2 separate regions of the Oncorhynchus mykiss genome follow, and region 1 is linked to region 2. A link is a contact called in public Hi-C data. All regions are on one chromosome and are shown on one strand. Each heading gives the region's core, a stretch centred on a gene start, on an enhancer-like site or on the middle of the called end of the contact. The rest is flanking DNA. Distances are from core to core; before and after follow the strand shown. Region 1 holds the start of LOC110507770 (thioredoxin domain-containing protein 17). Region 2 holds the start of LOC110507763 (serine/arginine-rich splicing factor 1B).

Region 1 (3,499 bases), core at 850-3,349, 140 kb after region 2:
AGAATGGGGGCGTGCTGTCCTCCTTTTCCTGTAGTCCACAATGATCTCCTTTGTCTTGATCACATTGAGGGAGAGGTTTTCCTTGCACCACACTGTCAGGTCTCTGACCTCCTCCCTATAGGCTGTCTCGTTGTTGTCGGTAATCAGGCCTGTCACTGTTGTGTCATCGGAAAACTTAATGATGGTGTTGGAGTCGTGCACGGCCGTGCAGTCATGCGTAAACAGGGAGTACAGGAAGGGACTGAGCACGCACCCCTGAGGGGCCCCTGTGTTGAGGATCAGTGTGGCGGTTGTGTTGTTACCTACCCTTAACACCTGGGGGCGGCCCATCAGGAAGTACAGGATCCAGTTGCAGAGGGAGGTGTTTAGTCACAGGGTCCTTAGCTTAATGATGAGCTTTGAGGGCACTATGGTGTTGAACGCTGAGCTGTAGTCAATGAATAGCATTCTCACATAGGTGTTCCTTTTGTCCAGGTGTGAAAGGGCAGTGCGGAGTGCAGTAGCGATTGCATCATCTGTGGATCTGTTGGGGCGGTACGCAAATTGGAGTGGGTCCAGGGTTTCTGGGATAATGGTGTTGATGTAACCCATGACCAGCCTTTCAAAGCAATTCATGGCTACAGACGTGAGTGCTATGGGTCGGTAGTCATTTAGGCAGGCATGTTACCTTAGTGTTCTTGGGCACAGGGACCATGGGGCACTCTGTTCACAATGTTGACATCAGCAAACCGCTGGCCCACACAATGCCATACACATGGTCTGCGGTTGTGAGGCCGGTTGAACGTACTGCAAAAATTCTCTAAAGCAATGTTGGAGGCGGCTTATGGTTAAAAGATAACATTCAATTATCTGGCAACAGCTCTGGTGGACATTCCTGGAGTCAGCATGCCAATTTCACACTCCCTCAAAACTTGAGACATCTGTGGCATTGTGTTGTGTGTCAAATTGCACATTTTAGAGTGGCCTTTTATTGTCCCAAGCACAAGGTGCACCTGTGTAATGATCATGGTGTTTAATCAGTTCCTTGATATGCCACACCTGTCAGGAGACAGATTATCTTGGCAAAGGAGAAATGCTCAATAACAAGGATGTAAACAAAATTGGAGAGAAATACACTTTTTGTGCTTATGGAACATTTCTGGGATCTTTTATTTCAGTAATGAAACATTACATTGTGTTTATATTTTTGTTCAGTGTATTTTGCTCAATTCAAATATGCTGCCTGAGAGAGCCAACAAATCGTGATGTTACAACTTGCACAATTTATCTAAGCTTTTCAAAACTACTAGCTGCATTTGCGGGTATGAAAAAAATCGTATTTTCTATTGCCTGTTGATAGCACAGCATTATCATTCTCCTATCATCACCAGTAAATATGAAGAAAAAGTTGAGTACATACTATGGCCTCTCTCCAACCTGACAGTAGATGAAGACAGAGCCCTCGGGAAGGTGGGACATCTCTCCTCTAACAACTGGCTCAGCTGGAGGGGAAGGAGCAGAACAAAGCTGGCAAATCTGTGTGGCTTTGATTTATGCAAGCAATAAATCACACAACAGCTATAACTTCCTAAAATAATACAGAAAATAGAGCATAAGACGAGCATCCCCAGTAAACACATTACATAGAATAGTTGGCTTGGCTACAATGAATTGCCGACCATAATGCAGCAGAGACTGACGCATTATGGAAGACAGCTGGAAAAGAAAGCCAACCGCTATACATGTAAAGTACAAATCAATACAGCAATAAAATAACTATAATACCTTCCACACAATCTGGACACCAGCTCATCCCTTGAGCGTCTTTATCACCAGAGAAATATGCGAATATGTCCTTTCCTTTTCGCTCAGACACTGCTTTGCAGAATTCATCATAACCATGGACCTTTACTTCTTCGTAATGAGACATGATGAAATAGAATAAGTAGCAGTATTATCAATTATCGTAGGCAAAGCAAGCAGGTATGAATCGTTTCACGCTAGAATAAAAACGAGTTGGACTATGATCGCTTCTAAAATACTACGACCAGAGAGGAAGAAGTAAAGAGAGAGGCCCAACTCGGCGGAAAATCTGTCTCCGTCCAGCAGGTGGTGTTTTGTGTGTTTTTTCGCCCACCAAGCAAGGAGTTTTTGTTTGGAGGTCAATGAGAGTTTCGAATTTGGTCAACAACAAAAATGTATGGCATATTTGCTACTTGAGGTGTATTTGATTGATTGTAAGTTTCGTAATGTTTGGGTTGTTACGACTGTACTGATATAAGTAGGACACATGACATCGTCTCATCTTTGATTAAAAACACTTTATACCGTAGTCATCTCGAGATGGCTATGCATATTCATGATATGAGGCTTGTAGCGTAGCATTTCTCCATTGAATACAGACGGTTAACGTCAACAACCCTCATCGAATACAATATGAGACATCACCAATCCAAAGAAATGATAGGCGGGAGCTAGACAGCCCGCCTTGCCGCGTTGTGGACAACGACTCCCATTGTTAGGGCAGAGAGGCAAGTATCTTGTCAGTATATCCATAATCTTTGCTATCAGTTCAGAAAACGCAGGACAACACTTCCTCTTCCTGTCTATGAAAAATAAAACTGATATGACAACATCATCCTATTCGTGTACTGCTTTTGATGACTGTTTTATCGAAACAAACAGAACATTATGGACACAAATAGATAGAAAAACAACAATTTTATCATAGTTATCACATTTTAGTCAAATTAGTATTTTAAATGTCCTACATCTGGTTATGTTTGACGGTTTCTGCTTTCCGTAAGTTAGAAATACCCACTTCTCGTTTTTACAGAAGGCGGTGCTTATTATTTGTTGTCAAGGCGGCATTTTAAACCGTTTTAGCTGTGATTAGCTTGCTAGCTAGCTGTCGAAGTCTATCCCGTACAAATAGTATCCTAGCTAAATATTTTCACTTTCTTTACATGATAATATTCTAAGCATATTGTACCATCTGGTTGCATGGCTAGATACGTACTGAAATGCTAGGCAAGGGTTTGCAAAATGTATCAAAGCTAACGTTAGTTAGCTACCTAGGCAGGTAGCTAGGTATACTGGCTACAGCTGATGTAGATAGACCGGTAATTAGCTAGGGGATTTAGGAACAGCCATGACTGCAAACCTAGAGTTCCCGATGACCTAGGACAATCGAAAAGCTGGGTCACATTAGGTCCAAATCGAAGCACTCGGCTTTTTCAGACCCAGGTAAGGTAACGTTAGCGGAAAGACATTCATGTAAACCCACATATGGTCAAATGGATTGTGAACTATCTGACCAATAAGACCACAGTTCGTGAGATTGAACCAGGCAGTATGAAACCAGATATGCGCAAACACGGTAACGTTAACCCCACTAGGAACGGCCCAGTCACCTTTCCCGTTTCCTCTCAATACATAAATTACTTCACACACAACAATGAACTGCGCCACCTGCAGAAATTCTCAGACTCTGCAAAAGCAAGTTGTATCATAAAAGGTG
Region 2 (3,318 bases), core at 594-3,093:
AATTTGATTGCTTTTCTGATTTTCGTGACCAAGTTGCCTGATGCTACACAAACACTTGTATTGCTTTCGCTGTAAAGCATAATTTCAAAAGCTGAGACAACAGGTGGATTAACAAAAGGCTAAGCTGTGTTTTGCAATATTGCACTTGTGATTTCATTAATATTTTCTAGTAATATTATTTGACAGTGGCGCTATGCTGTGGGACAGCATTTTTTTAATGAAACCTGTGAAATTGGTGTTCATATTTGCTCTTTGCACTGAGTATTCCTCACTCTACCAGAGTAAGATCGATGTGACATTGTATTGCAAACAAGTACGGGAAAGTCCTGAGGGCGTTTTACGGTCATCAGATGTCCTTGGGCGGAAGGTACGTCTTTCCTTCCCCTCCTATGTTCCAGAATGCCCTGACTAGAAGTAAGTCTGGGACACTCAAATTAGTGTGTTACATTTGGTACTGTTGCATAAGATTGGTACTTTAAATTAATGGGTTTAACATGCTATGCTGTCATTTTCTTCTGAAAATAAGAATTAGCATATTAAGTAGTTAATTTGCATAAAGTCAAAAGTAAATTGTTACATACGCTGTTTCACAAAGCACAAATATTTGTTCATATGACAACCCTACCGTAAAACTATTTGTCTTAAATTATTGTAATTATGTATGCCGTACTGCCTCATTTGCATAATATCACAGTTTATTTGAATCTACTCTGTTCTACATCAGCCCTAAAAATGTCATTAGAATATGACAACCCTATCTTGAGGTATTGGACAGATCGTGTTGAAATTAAGTCTCCAGACAGATGATTCTGTGCCATCATTGACCAGGGGCGACCCTTTTCGATCACTTGAAAATGAGACCTCAGCAACGGTAAGTCTCCAACGTAGTTACACAACTCACCTGAGACAATGACCCTGTACTCGGAGCGTCTGGATGGCGGCCCGTATCTGCCTCTAGGGGCGCCACCAACCCCCCCACCACCACCAAAGCCGCCTCTCCCCCCACCCCTGCCGCTCCGAGGGAATTCAACTCGCAGCCGATAACCGTCGTAGTCATAGCCGTCTCGTCCGTACACTGCATCGTCGGCATCCCTGAAAAAGTGATAGAAAATGTTAGTTAAACAATCGTCCACACAGCAAACTGTGGCGTAACTCATTAGCCGGCTAAACTCAACAATTTACTTTAACTCGTGGCGTTTAGTTGGCTAGACACAAACAAAGACAACTTCACAATGTGCCACTGCAGAAAGAGACGAAACCAGCGGTCAAGCCAATTAACGTTACATTCTTAAAACGAAAATGGCTAGTTACGTTAACGTTAGTTACATGTGCAAACTAAGTCAACGTTGCATGAGCATAGATATTCAAGTTACAGTATAGTAACGTTAGAGCAGTGCACGAGTTGCTAACAAGCTAGCCTTTAGCTACCTGGGATCTTCAAATTCGATAAAGGCAAAGGGAGGTCCTCCTCTCCGATTTTTCAAGTCGATGTCGCGAATCGCCCCGTATTTGTAAAAGACGTCCTCGACATCTTTGGTGCGAATATCAGGGGGTAGATTTCCGACGTAAATACGGCAATCGTTATTTCCTGCAGGGCCTCGCACGACGCCTCCCGACATGTTAGCTAGTTTATTTTAGCGTTAGGTTGAAATTAAAAGCGAGTTCTCAAAACGGTATTTAAGTAGATCACAACCGATTAGAAAACCATATGAGTATAGTGCATAAACACGAAATAAGGTATCAATCGCGCTTAAAGCTGTCTACTAGCTAGCTACACTTCTCCCGGTGCAGAACCGCGCTTCTTCGCGAGGGCATTCATGAGAATACCGGAAATGTACCCAGTAGAGAACTCTAGAAATGCCTACCTCCGCCAAACAAAATAGTCCACAGGGCTCATCTGTAAAAGAGACTAGGCTACTGCAACAGTTTCCTTTGCCCTAAACACTCACATTGGTGCCACAAGAGAGAAGATGTTGAATGTGTGGAGTTTTTAGTTTGCAATATTTGATCTATAGGCTAAGATAGCTTAATCAACTGTTTATTGATTGGGGGGTTTGAATAGTGTGAGAAGACAATATATTTGGTGAGAATCACAATGTTGGGTACAAAATCAATTTTTTTATTTCACCTTTATTTAACCAGGTAGGCTAGTTGAGAACATGTTCTCATTTACAACTGTGACCTGGCCAAGATAAAGCAAAGCAGTGTGACACAGACAACACACAGAGTAAACAATAAACAAGCCAATAACACAATAAACAAGTCAATTACACAGTAGAAAAAAAAGAAGTCTATATACAGTATTCTAGCTCTTAAAGGGGCAGTAGCCTACATTGGGTGTACAATTTTCAATTACAGCATTATTTATTCTGCAGTTATTCGGTTGCTATTTATTCTGTTAGCAATTAAATGTACACGTTAATAGTATATTCTGATTACAATTATTATGTCGGATATTTTAATGAAATGCAATCTATTAGCTTCCAAAATGTAAGTAGGTATATCTAGCTGTCCGATAACACATTCTGATTGAATGGCTTGTCCTGCACTTTGTAAAAACCCAGAGTGCATGTTGGAAAAAGATTTTGGTTCCTTTCTAAACAAATCAATGTGAATGCAAAGAGGACTCAGTCCACAAAATAGGTGAAGTGAACAGGCTAAATAGTGTAGTCCTCATTCAGAGGCAAGGGCAGTGTGAATACAAAAATAAATTAGTTCTTTAGCTTTTTTTTGTTCACCCTAAAGAGGACTGAGATGCGTTCTTTTTAAAGAGGAATATGTGAAAACACCCTAATATATCATCATCAACTACTCTTAAGCCAGTAGATGGTGCCATGGACCATGGTATGGGAAAGCAAATCAGATGACACGCTACAAGTAGCCTACTAGTTCATGGGTGAGGATAAATTAACTAAGAATTCTGTTAAAATCAAGAACTGTATAACAGAGTTTGACTACTGTAGAAAATAATGTACAAATCATGCAATGTGTAGGTAGGCCTACTCTTTGGTGCAGTTAAAAAATATATATATTTGTGAGTAGGCCTAGTCTTCATGGACAGACTATGGAGCATGAGCATCTGACCAAATTATGGGATATTTTAATTCTGGTTTAACCAAGATTAATTTATGAGAAATAAAACCAGAATTACCAGATTGTTTCAACTCAACACAATTTATTGTTATTACTTTTGCACTACAGTATTTGATAATCAGTTGCATAGAGAACAATACTTAGCTAAGTCACAAAAATAACATTTTTCCAACAACACTATTTACTGTAAGTCCAGCTGTCCATTAGTTCATCCAAAACCACGTC

The links. Hi-C and Micro-C count contacts between places; a contact is called where the count stands out from the background.
Region 1: a contact with region 2 is called in a Hi-C map of liver, with 6 times the contacts expected there. The contact joins the promoter of LOC110507770 here to the promoter of LOC110507763 in region 2. A contact is called at or near these places in 2 of 3 Hi-C or Micro-C datasets (blood and liver).

Annotation. Positions count from the first base shown.
Region 1 is chr27:21,417,269-21,420,767 of USDA_OmykA_1.1, forward strand. It overlaps LOC110507770 (thioredoxin domain-containing protein 17), which reads right to left and starts at 2,100. Exons shown (of 4, transcript XM_021587998.2): 1 at 1,765-2,100; 2 at 1,400-1,481. The coding sequence starts at 1,909. It also overlaps a transcript of LOC110507128 not described here.
Region 2 is chr27:21,276,973-21,280,290 of USDA_OmykA_1.1, forward strand. It overlaps LOC110507763 (serine/arginine-rich splicing factor 1B), which reads right to left and starts at 1,844. Exons shown (of 5, transcript XR_005039969.1): 1 at 1,429-1,844; 2 at 902-1,092. LOC110507766 (fructose-bisphosphate aldolase C) reads right to left here. Exons shown (of 9, transcript XM_021587993.2): 9 at 3,156-3,318.